2 separate regions of the Mus musculus genome follow, and region 2 is linked to region 1. A link is a contact called in public Micro-C data. All regions are on one chromosome and are shown on one strand. Each heading gives the region's core, a stretch centred on a gene start, on an enhancer-like site or on the middle of the called end of the contact. The rest is flanking DNA. Distances are from core to core; before and after follow the strand shown.

The links. A called contact is a pair of places that touch in the nucleus more often than the background predicts.
Region 2: a Micro-C map of muscle stem cells shows a contact between it and region 1, with 2.5 times the contacts expected there. The contact joins two enhancer-like sites. A contact is called at or near these places in 1 of 39 promoter capture datasets (cranial neural crest) and 1 of 484 Hi-C or Micro-C datasets (muscle stem cells).

What each region holds. Positions count from the first base shown.
Region 1 is chr8:119,705,631-119,712,064 of GRCm38.p6, forward strand. All of the region lies in intron 1 of Atp2c2 (ATPase, Ca++ transporting, type 2C, member 2), which reads left to right. Among named protein-coding and RNA genes, the nearest start is that of Atp2c2, 8.8 kb to the left of the region's middle. Within about 2 kb of position 3,576, at least 117 of the 459 cell types and tissues checked have an H3K27ac peak or open chromatin away from gene starts, as enhancers often do. A contact at or near this core is called in muscle stem cells, where this site is marked.
Region 2 is chr8:120,047,332-120,053,765 of GRCm38.p6, forward strand. It overlaps Crispld2 (cysteine-rich secretory protein LCCL domain containing 2), which reads left to right. Exons shown (of 15, transcript NM_001310635.1): 15 at 2,952-5,463. The coding sequence ends at 3,006. Among named protein-coding and RNA genes, the nearest start is that of Zdhhc7, 51 kb to the right of the region's middle. Within about 2 kb of position 3,845, at least 93 of the 459 cell types and tissues checked have an H3K27ac peak or open chromatin away from gene starts, as enhancers often do. A contact at or near this core is called in muscle stem cells, where this site is marked.

The DNA of each region.
Region 1 (6,434 bases), core at 2,326-4,825:
TGTATATAATAACTCGCTCCGGGGCTCCCTGGTGGTGGCAGGCAAGGAGCTGTGAACAAAGACAGGATTCATGTCAGGCACCTGCCTGTGGCTGGCTGCCTCTTTCTGCCCCTCTAACCTCTGTAGCTTACACAGCTGAGATCTGTGGTGTCTACATTCTCTTGTGTGTTGAGAATCTTGTCACTAGTGCTACCAGGTCTGTGCTAAGAGACTTAATTTAGTAAATTCTCAGGCAGCCTGAAGGTCCTGGAGAATGTATGACCATGACACCATGGTGTCTGTTTAGTCCTAACGCCACAAACCTTGTCCTGAAAGGTAAAGAAACCTAGAGTAATCGCTGAAGCCAGGATCGACACAGCTGAAGTGTTTGGTGTGTGTCTATGCATGGCCGGGGATGGGACTAGAGCTGGGATTTGGGTTTCCCAAGTATGAGTGAGCACAAGGCTATCTACCAAATGGATAGGTAGATCCTTAATAACTCCTTAATAAGTCAGCTACTCCCATCAGGCTAGGAACTTACCTGTCTCATGCTCAAAGCAGTCTGGCTTATAAAGGAAGAACCTCAATGTTGGAACTCCCCTCCTGCCCTGCTGATGACCAGTTGAAATGAGAGCTGGCAGAAAGTGCATCTGGAAACCTCCTAACTGGGACACACTGGGCCTTAGCCAGGGACCCTGGCTGAGTGAAGAGCTAGCTAGGGCTTTGCAGGAGCTGGGAGAGGTGGCTGTGAGTCTGAGCAGCTCTATCAGGACAGACCCCAGCCTGTCACATGAGGAGCCAGTGGGAAGCGGGAGGGGGGGACAACACAGGCTGTCATTCTTGGGCATCCCCACTCCCACTAGTTCCTGGCAGAGTTGCTTTGGTTCAGTACCATAGAGTGAGGGGCTCAGGAAAGGGGCTCGGCTCAAAGTGGTTAGGGCTGGTATGAGGGCAGAGCTGGCTGTCTTGTTCCTGGGATTGGGTGTGAAAGGAAAATAGATCCTTGTGCAAAAAAAGGAAGAGAGTGTTTCTGTCTCCCATTGTCATGGCTTTTACAAAATTTATTTTATTGGTTACTGCGTATATGTGTATCAGGTGCACGTTGGGCACAGCACACATGTGGGGGTCCTAGGACAACTTTGTGATGTTGGTTCCATTTTTTATATGGGTTCCGAGCTTGCAAAGCAGATGTCTTTGCCCACTGGTGAGCCATCTCACCAGCCTTGGGGGTCTTAAAAAGCCATGGTTAGTGGACAGGGGACGAGGGTGCCACAGCACATATAGGAAGGTCAGAGCACAACTCTGGGAGTTGGTTCTCTTGTTTCACCATGCAGGTTAGTGACAAGGCTCCTTTACCCACTGAGCTATCTCAATAGCCTTGTCTTGGGTTTGACTCTTCCTTAGGATTGCACTTTATGGATAATTACTAGACATGTGCAGAGACTCCAGAGAGAGGAAGGTCAAAGCTACTGGAATAGTGGGTGATGGGAAGTGGAACCCTGGATGAGCTGAGCCATCCAGCCCCACACTGAGCATCTATTTTTGTTCCCTTGAACTTCTTCCTTAGGTGGGATGGGATGGCTTACACCCAGGAAGCCTCAAAGTGGACATGTCTTGGGTTCTCATTGAAAAGGAAGGGGAAGATTAACACTGAAGCACAGTCATTGTCTGTCCAGAGGGGAAGGGGAAGATTAACAGTGAAGCACAGTCCTGGTCTGTCCGGAGGGGAAGGGGAAGTTTAACACTGAAGCACAGTCACTGTGCAGAGAGGAAGGGGAAGATTAACACTGACGAACGATTGTGTCTGTGCTGCCTCAGGCTATTCTGAGCAGTTTCTGTAGTGGTTTAAACTACGCGTTAAAAAATTATTTCGTGCATGCGGAGGTCAGAGGACAACTTACGAGAATCAGGTCTCTCCTCCGACCATATGGGTCACAGGACCTTGGTTTGACACCAAGGATCTTTCTTTCCTCGCTGAGCCATCCCACCCATCTCCTTAGAGGGCTTTGGACCTGTGGAACTTTGAGAATGACAGCAGGCAGGGAGCTCAGTACCATTCAGTGGGGCCTGCGGTCACTATGGCTTCCAGGGCTAGAGGGCTGGGGTCTTTCTCAGCTTCCTGCCGATGTCCTGTCTACAGGACCTAGCTGGGGGTGGAGGTTCAACAGTGTCGCTGATGGGTACAGAGGCCCCAGATGAGCCAGCCCATCCTTGGAGGAAGTTCTGTGTGTCTTACTGGGAGCCTGGGATGGAGGAACCAGCTCCTGGCTCCTCCTGAGCTGGAGAACACCATCTCTCTTGTCCCATCCTGGTCATTCTCTGAGGGCATCTTGTGTCCTGAGCTACTAAGAACTCCAACTGACGGACCACCCTCAGTGACCTTGCTTCACCCCAGTGCCTTCTCTTAAAGTCCTGACTGCAGAGAAGCCATATCCTGAGGCTGGAGTGGTGGTGGTCATGGGAGGAGAGGCCGTAAGTTCCTTACGGAAACATCTCCTGAGGAGTCCTTGTCCCCCCAGGAGCTGCAGCCACCGAGGGAAACCCATGGAGGATGTACAGTACTTGAAGTTAGGCCACGCCCCCAACTGTCCCCACATCTAGGCAGAAACTGCTCTACTGCAAGGCATCTTCCAGAACTTTCTGTTGACCTACTGGAGGGAAGAGAAAAGCAAAGCATGATCAAGTGTAGACAGGGGAGACATGCCCACGACTTGTGACTCTGGAAACTTCCAGAACCAAGGTCATCATTGCATCCATGATCTCTCTGAACAGCCACGTGTATGAGGCCTGGTTAGTTTGTGTGTCACCCACAAGACCACTCATGTATTCCCAGGGCTGATAAGTCTTTGCTTCTAGGCAGGTCAAATGTGTGTGTGTTGGGGAGTCTTGTGGGTATTGGGGGGTGGGGGTCTGACCTGAGACCACCCCCTGGCCCAGAGTTCCAGTTGCAGTGCCTGGCAGACCCATCCCTTCCTGGTGTATGAGGGAGGCTGAGGTGACTCATTTGGTATCTCCCTGGGTTCTGCTGTGTAAGGAGACACTTGGTCATAAGAATCAGTAAGAGTCGGATTCATTGCCAGGCTTCTGGGTTCTTCCTTTGCCCTGTCCACAGGCTCCTCATAGCTTTTAGGCCGCGTTAGCGGAGTCTTCATGGTCCTTGCACGTCCGCAGGCCACCCCTCAGCACCTGTGGAGAGCGATTTTGGAATGACCAGGAAGTTGTACTGACTAGCAGCCCCAGGGAGCGTGTGAGAAGTGCAGAGGCTTGGGCCTGCTTCACACCTCAGACACTGACACGGGAGGGTGACTCTGACACTCCAGGCCTCAGCTGGCCTCGGTTGCTCTGGTGCGCCCCGAGACCCAGCTCAGGTGCTCCCTGGACCGTGAGACCCACTTGACAGATTAGCAGCTTCTCATTGGTTAGACATCCTCTTCCTACCGCTCCCTCTCTGGAGTAAGTGAGCAGAGCGCCTGCCCTACTATAGAGTATCTGGAGGTAGGCCCGATGAGGGAGGGTGGAGCAGGACAGACAGACAAAGCCTGTGCTTCTGCTGTGCTATGGATGCTTTCTGGAGGAGGGGGTGGGGCTCGAGGAACCGGAGACTTGCACTTGGCCAGCCGCTCCTGAGTCACACACCCCACACACAGGCCATGGAGCCAAATGCATGGTCATGGTGGCGGATCCCAGGGGAAATGAAGTCTCTCTCTTCCTCCTCTGTGATCTGGGAGGTGGCTGTGCTCCAGGAAGCCCTGAGGGCAGGTGTCTCTGACTCACACACACACACACACACACACACACACATTCTCTCTCTCTCTCTCTCTCTCTCTCTCTCTCTCTCTCTCTCTCTCTCTCTGGTTTCTGCAGACTTCCCTCACAGCTGCTCCTTCCCAACCCCTCCCCCAAGCATGGAGGCAGTGAAATGTCCCGTGCACCCTGCCTTCTCTTCTCATTACATTCTGCCTGAGCCTCTTGTTCTTAAGTGTGGTCTCTGGAGTACCTGGGACTGGACGTGACCCTTCCTGCTTTGTCTTCCCATTTCCCCCCCTTTCTATACCTGTCCTATTTTTTCTCCTCATGAACCCACAGAAAATCTCAATGGCCACAATTCCACAGCTTCATTCCCACCACACACTTTGGCCCCATTTTCCTCCTGGGGCACTGTTAGCGTCCGTGTCGCTGTGTGACAGCCGGGCTATGGTGTGCAAGGGCGTTCTGGTTCTTCGCTATGAAGACTGTGGGATATGTTGCAAGAGTCTCTGGCCCAGGCTGCTTTCCTGTAGACTGCATTGCTCCACCCAGCCCTGTGAGAGCTTGTGTAATGCCTTCACATCCCCACACCTGAACCTACCCTCTGTGCAGTGGGGTAAATGGTGCACATCTGAGGCGCCTCCTGGGGAAGCGTGATTAAATAGAAGATTAAATATTTAGATCATTAAGTCGCGATTAAGTATTAAGTAGGGGGTGGAGCATTGAGGGCGCCACCTGAGGGCTGTTCATGTGTATGTCCCCACACACACCTGCATGGAGGTCAGGCCAGAACCTGAGTTGTGTTTGTCCCTCAGGACATCATATTTTGTCTCCCACTGGCCTGAAAATTGCCAAGGCTTCTAGGCTGGCTGGCCAGAGAGGGATTCATCTGTCTCTGCCTCGAACCTGCCTCCTTCCCAGGACTGCTTGGTGTTTTGTTTTGTTTAATTTAGCGAGGTTTATGGAAATTTAACTCGGATCCTTATGCTTATAAGACTCAGTCCCCGTTGTTAGTCTTTAATTATAGGTAGGTGTTATTACATGTCTCTGTCTACCTTCAGTGAGACATCTCAATTCCCCTGCCCCTCAGCTCCCCCAATGTTCTCCTCCCCCAAATCCTGCACCATTGCTAGGCAGGCATATTCACCTTGGATGGTGTCTATACCTAGCTAGGTTCCTTTCCCATTTTGATCTCTTAGAGGGGGTCCCAGAGGTCCCGAAATTTCAAGAGCTTGTCTATAGTTAGACAACTTGCCTGGGGATTTGAAGGCTGATCCTCTAACATGTAAGTTTTACTTCTCTGTGCTGGATATTTTTCTCTTAGGCTCCTCAGCCTCTTTTCGAACTGTTTTATGCAACTGGCCCCGTGGACACGGACTGTGTGTGAGTGAGTGAGTGAGTAAGCCAGTCACTCTTCCTGTCTCTTCCTGGCCAGATGAATCCCAGCCCTCAACACTGCTCCAGCCAGGGACCTGGGACCAAAGGCTCCCAAGACCAGGGATCAGAGATGGAACCTCACTGAAGTTAGGGGTCTGATGCTGCCCACAGGGAGGCCCTAGGCATTGAATGGAAGAGGCAGGCAAGTTTTTCCCAGGGCTGGAGGAAAGCCACCTTTATCTATTGGTCTCCAGAAGAGGTGGCCTCACGACCAGCCGGTAGAGCCTGAAGCTGAAACCAGGGTGGGACTCTGCTTCCAGGAACACAGGCTTGGTGCTTCCTGGAGTTGCCTTCCCTGTCATCCTGGACCCAGCTCAGGCCTTGTTACTTCCTGCTGTGCAGGTCACAGCAGGTCTTAAGGAAACCCACCTTGTATAGCTGATCCCAGAAGGAGTGGATGACCTGGAGCTTCCGGCTCTGTCTGTGAGGCAGGGCGGTGGACAGGTGGCACCACTGCCCAACAGGAGGTAGGCTCAGTGCTCAGGCCTCCTGATCCTGGGACACCACTTGCCCCCTTCAACAAAGTGGTCACTGCGAATCACCAACCTTTCGGACAGACTTGGAAGCCGGTACTCGCCGGCTTGGCAGCTGTGCTGGACCAGATGTGCTCAGTAAATATGCAAACTGGGTCTGCAGCCGTAAGGGGGACATGTTTGGAGACCAATAGACAGACACTGAATGTTCTTCATCCAGATACTTATAGTTAGTACATGTCTATGCTGACCACCTCACCTTCACCCTTGCCACCCCTATTTGGGCACAAATTACATGATGATCCATTACCCTAAACACTTGAAGATGTTTATTCTTAATTGCAATAAAGATTGTATGGTCCTCTCTGTATCTCCACTCAGCCTCGGGCACATTCATGTGGCCTCACTGGGGTCTGGAACTTCCTTGTCACCTGCTATATGCAATGGTTCCTTGGTTTTCCTGATCTTTCAGGTCCCTGGCTGTCTTCCAAGCTCAGTAGAACTTTTTAGTTTTTCAAGTCAAGGTTTCTCTGTGTAGCCCTGGCTGTCCTGGACTTTCTTTGTAGACCAGGCTGGCCTCCAATTCACAGACATCCACCTGCCTCTGCCTCCCAAGTGCTGGTATTAACAGTGTGTGCTACCATGCTCATCTGAGGTCCCTGAAGATCTTAAAGATTCCAAGCTTATAACTTTGTGGAATATTCCCCCCATTTGGGCTGGTCTGGTGTTTCCTCAGATACACATTAGGTCTACTCTCTAAAGGGCCTTGTGGAGGGTGTGTGTGTGCTCACTGTGTGC
Region 2 (6,434 bases), core at 2,595-5,094, 340 kb after region 1:
GTGCCACCAGTTTCGGCTCATTCCTGGACTCTGATCCCACAATACCAACCTCGGTGGCTGCAGGTCTCACAAGTGGGTGCGCAAAGCTTCTAGACAGCGGTGGTCTTGTCTGCCAATGAAATGACTAGAAAGAACTCCGTCTCCATCTCCAGAATCCCAGATAAATATAACATAAGCCTAGCAGGGTTCTCTGCAGCTGAGAAAACAGAATAAGAACATTCTAGGACACAGGGGGCTGAGGTAGGAGGAGCGCCACAGACAGGGTTAAGGCCAACCTGGGTTACACAGCCAGACCCCAGCTCCGAAAACAAATAAACAAAAGTAAAACTCCAAGTTTTGTTATAAAGGGAAGAAAGCGAGAGTCGGATCAATATGTGTGTGTGTGTGTGTGTGTGTGTGTCTTAGTGTGTGTGAGAGAATATGTGTGTGTTTGTATGTGACATACTGGCCTGTGTGTTATGTGCTTGTGTGTGTATGAGGGTGTTTGTGTGTGTGAGTGTATATGTGTGTGTTTGTGTGAGTGTGTATGTCTTATGTATGTGCTTGTGTGTGTATGAGTGTATACGTGTATGCTTGTGTGTGTTTATGTGTATATTTGTGTGTGAGTGTATATGAGTGTGCGTGCACGCATGAGCACGCATGTACATGCACATGATGTTCAGGGGGTCCAGGGATCAGGCTCAGGCTCTGTCCACTGAACTTTTTGCCCACTGAGTCACGTCCCTGGCCTTTATTTTTCCTTTTAATTCTGGTGTAAGGACAGGCTCCCAGATGACAGTTGTCACGTGAGACTGTGAAGCTGGGCCAGAGTACCTAGCACATCTGAGAGCACACTCGAGTGACTGGCAGGCCTAAACCCTAAAAACTCTTAGAGGAAGGTAAGCATGAGTGTGTGCGATTGTGAACGAGCTATTGCCTTGTTCAATATAACACCAAAAGCATAATTGTGGAGAAAATGATAAATTAGGTCATTTTAAACCTTTGTATTTTAAAAGACACCATTAAGAAAACGAAGAGAAGAGGGACGGAGAGATGGCTCCGTGGTTAAGGGCCTTCAGCACTCTTGCAGAAGACCGGGTGTCACAAGTGCCTGTAACTTAGCTCTGGGGGTTCCGAATCCCTCTTCTGTCCTCCTGGGCATGCGTACACATAGTGTGCATGCAAACACTTGGGAACACACATGAAATAAAAATAAGTTTTAAGAGACGACAGAAAAGTAGAACCAAGTAAGTAAGCTCGGAGAGCAGGTTGTGTGGCCACCAGCAAGAGGCCTGGCTAGGAGCTGGGCGTTGTTGCTCGCCTTTGATCTCAGCACTCTGGGGGCAGAGGCAGGCAGATCTCTGAGTTGTAGGCTCTCCTGGTCTACAGAAAGAGTTCCGGGCCAGCCAGGGCTACAGCTGTTATTTTCTGTAACAACAAAATCCTGGCTGTCTGTAGACAAGAGAGTGGCCTTACAGGAGACCTCTGTGACCAGGCCCTAGACCTGTGAGAAGATAAACTTCCTCTCAAAGGAAGGAAGGAGAGTAATAAAGAGAGGTAGGGTTCAGGTTTGGAAGGGAGGAAGAGAGGCCGGAAGTCTAGCTACAGAATGGGAGAACAGTTTTCCAAATTGTGTATGTACTAAAGGATTTCATAGCTCGTGTGTGTGTGTGTGTGTGTGTGTGTGTGTGTGTGTGTGAGCATGTGTGTGCCTGCAAATGGGAACGTGGCCTGTGTGTGAACTCTTACAACTCAACATTACGGTAACCCAGTTGGGGACTTTGGAGATGAGACTGGGCTGTATCTCGGTGGCAGAGTGCTTGCCTGGCATGCACAGGGTCTTAGGTTCCATCCCTACTACCACGTTAAAAAGAACTGCCCACACCAGGAAATCCATCTGCCCAGCCATGCTCCAGGGACAGCTTCTGGACCAGGGAGAGTCACTCAGCACACCAAAGCAATGGAGATGCAGATTCAGGCCAGGGTACCCAGAGTATCTGCACAGCGGCCATAAGACAACAGCTGTCAGTGGGGCTGCAGAGCATCTGAAATGCTCAATGCATTGTGGGTAGGCACAGACACAATGTGGCCACTTGAGAAGCCTTTAAAAGGTGAATGTAGGTTGATAGCAATCCACCTCCCAAGCTTACACCTCTGATGGTGGAAAGCACATGTCTTCCAGAACAGACAAATTCACAGAGGCAGAGGTGCCAGCACAGAAGGGGGGGAGCCGGAAGGACCCCTTTTAATGCTTCCTCATTTCGTGGGTGTGTATACCTAGGTGCTGGTGTAGAGGCCAGAGGACATGGCTGAGTTTCACAGGGCAGTATAGTTCTGTAACGGTGTTTTCAACATCTGGTTGAGAGCTAGGAACGTAGTTCAGTGGCACAGTGCTTGCCTAGCTGGCCGGGCATGCATGAAGCCTGGGGTTCAATTCCCAGCATGGCATAAACTGGGGGTGGTGGCACTTGGGAGGGGAAGGCATCAGGATTAGGAGTTCAGGGTCATCTCATCTATATAACGAGTTGGAGATAAACCTAGGCTGCATAAGGCCCATCTCAAAAACCAACCAAGGGCCTGAAGGACTTGTCTCCCATCGGAAGAATGTGGTTTTGATTAACCGTGTGCCTCTCTTGATTCCTCCCCTGTATGTACCGACAGTAACAATAGCCCTGCCTGGAAAGGATAGCAGACCCATGATGGCATATTTGGGTAGCATTCGGGTGTGTGTTCCCTTCAAGCCACCCCTTAAATCATCTGTCAACCAGATGTCTGAGACAGGTGTCAGTAAAACCCAGAGAGTCGCTCCGCAACCTCAGCCTGGGCTCACACCACAGCTTCCTGTCGGCACATGTGGGCTCGTCCAGCTGGGTGTGACTTCTGTGGGCTCTGACCTTACCACATTGGCCCTATCGGCCATTCCTTTGCCCACAGCTTTCTCTTCTAACTTCCTTCTCCCTCTTCTCTTGCAGCCTGAACACTCCTCAGAACGGAAACGCCTTCCGGATCTTCGCCGTCAGGCAGTGAATTTGGCGACCTGGGGAGAAGGGGGTGTCATCTACTGGGATTCGGGGTCCTGCTTTTTATCTGTACTTTGTCCTTTGGGGGTGGGGGGTGACAGAGAGTCAGGAATCTTCCTTTTGGTGTCATTGAACGTCCTGGGCCTCCATGGCCTTTGGTGAGGGTGACCGAGCACCTTCCCCCTCATGAGCAGCGTGCCGTGGAGTCTCTTGGCTGGACAACCAGTGCCCAGGCTGGCCAGGTGGCGGTCCCCATCTGGTGGCTCACCTCCTCTCAGGAGCTGCTCACTGAGACACTCCTTGCCATGTTTTCTTTGGTGGTGGAGGGGGAAGGCTTTCGAACCCTGAGGATACAGGTTTGAGATATGTCATGAATGGGGCTCTTGTCTGGGTGACAAGAGTCGACAGCTATAAGGTTACAGTCCGTCCTACCGACAGAGAAATGGGGTCTGTGTTTGCTGGTCAGACAGATGGGCTGCAGGGAGAAGCCCCGAGCAAGACCTGGGCTCTGCCCTGGTGGTGTCTATCCGTGCTCACATTCCCCAACCTTTTTGGCAGTCACGTGCTTATAAGTCCAGCAGAGCTGGTCTATTTAAAGTTGGTAGCACTCCAGAGATTTATCTTGTCTTTGTCCTTGTCTGTGTGGCCTTTTCTCACATGACCTTTGGTCTCATGGAGGACCAATACATCAGGAGCCTTCCCTACCATTCCCTGACCCTGTGGCATCTGCCCCACCCTCAGCAGATCTAGGTGTCCTCCTCTGGGGTTTGGCTTTGCAAGAGGCTCCAGGTCTCAGATGTCTTCTCACTTCTTAGAATAAGGGCTGCCTCCCAGCCGCCGTCAAGAGTGACAATTGAACGTCACTTCCCCCTGGTTTGGGTGACCTAGTTTTTAAGCTGTGGGAGGAGTAGATTCCTGGCACATTCCTCATGGGGGTTAATGGAGTGGCCTGTGGTTGTAAAACCACCCATGACACACCAGCCACCAGAAAGAGGGGCCCGGGACACACAGGAAGAACCCCTCAGTGCCTGCCAGCATCCCCAGGCTCCAAGAGTGTGGTGAGCCCTGGCTCCCATCACTTAGGAGCCTGGTCCAAACCCACTGTAAAATGAAGCATGCTTCTGTAAACAGCTTTACTCTAGAGAAGGTGGAATCCCACCCCAGTCCTGAGCATGGGGCAGATTGCCGGTGAGTGCTAGCCAAACACAAACAGGGTTGCGTGCTCCAGCCAAATATTTCTTAGACCAAAAAAAAAAAAAAAAAAAAAGGGAAGGGGGTTAAAAAATAAAACAGAACACCATCCCCCCAATCAAAAGGCTGGGGAGGTGGCTTGGTGGTTAACAGATCTTGTTGCTCTACCGGAGGACCTGCGCTCAGTTCTCACTATTCACAGGCCGTTCAAGAGATCTCTGGTCTCCACAGGCACCACACACATTCACAGGAGCAAAGTACAAATGGTTCTTTAAAAAAAAAAAAGAAAAGAAAAAAACCCTAAGGGAGTCTGAACAAATCTCTCCCCCTAGTTGGGTTAAATGTTTATTTGTTTGAGACAGTTTCACTATGGTAGTCCAGGCTGGCCTTGACCTCATTATGTAGCCCAGGCTGGCCTCCTGAGTGCTAAGATAGCTTTTCCCCAATCCACCCCTTCTGGGGAGATTATAAAAAGCACACAGCCTTGAACCAGCTCTAGTCAGCCTTTCACTAGGCTGTTTCTGCCTCATGGGTGTGGGTGTGGTGTCTTTGAGGGCATAAACTCTTCCACTCCAGATGTTGGAGCAGACATCTGCGCAGTCTGTGGAAGGGGACCTCTGGTTGCTACCAAACATCTGGGAAACTTCCCGATACAAGGAGTGCTGCCGTAGGACCCTTCACCAAGCCAGCAGGGCAAGGCTGACGTGGTAAGGAAAACCATACCCCTTCTGGGTTTCTAGAATGAGCAGCCAATCCCATCTTCAGGGAACTTGCTGTGTGAGTCTGTACTGAGGTTCTCTGAGTTCCCTGGCTGCCCTTCCATCAGGCACAGAGCCTGGCCTAGCAGCCTCGATCGATCACCTTCATCAATAGTTTGAAACTGGAGGAAACAAAACCACAAATGACAAGACCTTACATCAGAGCCCTTCTGACCCTGTGTGTCCATCCATCAGCTCTTCCTTAAAGTGACCACGCCCACACCAGCTGCACATCCCCCCAACCCCCCCAGCTCCGGCCTGGTCCTGCGTTGGGTGAGAGTTTCCATTTGCTTCCAAGCTGTGCCCGGTCTGTTCAGAGGGGTGTGCCGATTCTCCATGATCTGTAGGCTTTCTCAGCCCGCAGTTTACTGTGTGCTTTTTTTTTCTATGAAAAATGATATATTTTACAACTTCCTATGTACAAAAGTTTATTGTAAGTTTTTGTGCTTCGCATGAACAGGGCCACACTGGTTGTTGCTATGGTTTCAATAAAACGGATTTGATTTCTAACACATACTGGTAGCACATCTTTTCTTCTTTTCTTGTCTAGACACGTCATTTGTGAACTCGTTTGCCTTAGGTCCCCCACAAGCTCCAAGCAGTTGGGAGGCCCAGGTGGCCTTATGAGGGACCTCAGAGACATGCCTGGGAAGCAGGATCAAGAGACTAGTGACGTAATGAAGTGTAGGTTCTGGCAAGCAAAGCAGGGATGAGATGCTGTGCTCCTCACAAGCCCAAAGACCGCACTCTAGCAGTGAGAACCACTGGGTCTTTTGTCAGGGACCTGCTGGTGAGAGCTGTAAGGAGAAGAGTGAAGACTGGGGAGTGGCTTTGATGACAGAGCAGGAGGTGGGCATCCAAAAGCAGGGTGCAGGTAGGGCTTGTTTCCTGGAGGCCTCATGGTTCATGGTTTGTGTCCACTCGCTATGCCGTCCATGGCAGGGCCTCTGTATGTGCCCCTGGCATCATTTCTGTGAAAAGAAGTTGTATCAGGACCCCACATCCCAATATGCCCACTTCAAGGGTTAGAAATCCAACATACGAGAATCCAGGACGGGATGTGAAGTCCCAAACTGGCCTGTTCTTCAAAGCGTTATCCCAGGGACAGCTCTGCCACCTTACTGGGCTTCTCATCCAGGGACCCTTCAACCTAGTGTTCTTCCTTCTTAGACACCCATGCTGGGAACTGTTGCATATGGACTGTGCTTACCACTGCATGCACATGTACACACACACACACACACACACACACACACACACACACCAGGTACTGGGCCAGAATGCCTGCTGGCTTCTCACCCTCTGCTCTCTACCAGAGGACACTGGCCAGATCACCTGAGCCAGAGGCAAGAAAAAAGTCATGGAAGGACCACCCTACCCTCACCCATAACATCTTTGCCAGAAAAAGTTCCTGGTTGCCTCTTGAGCCTGCTTTGGGGGTTTTCTGTTGTTTAATATTTATGCACAATTTAATGAGTTTTTATGT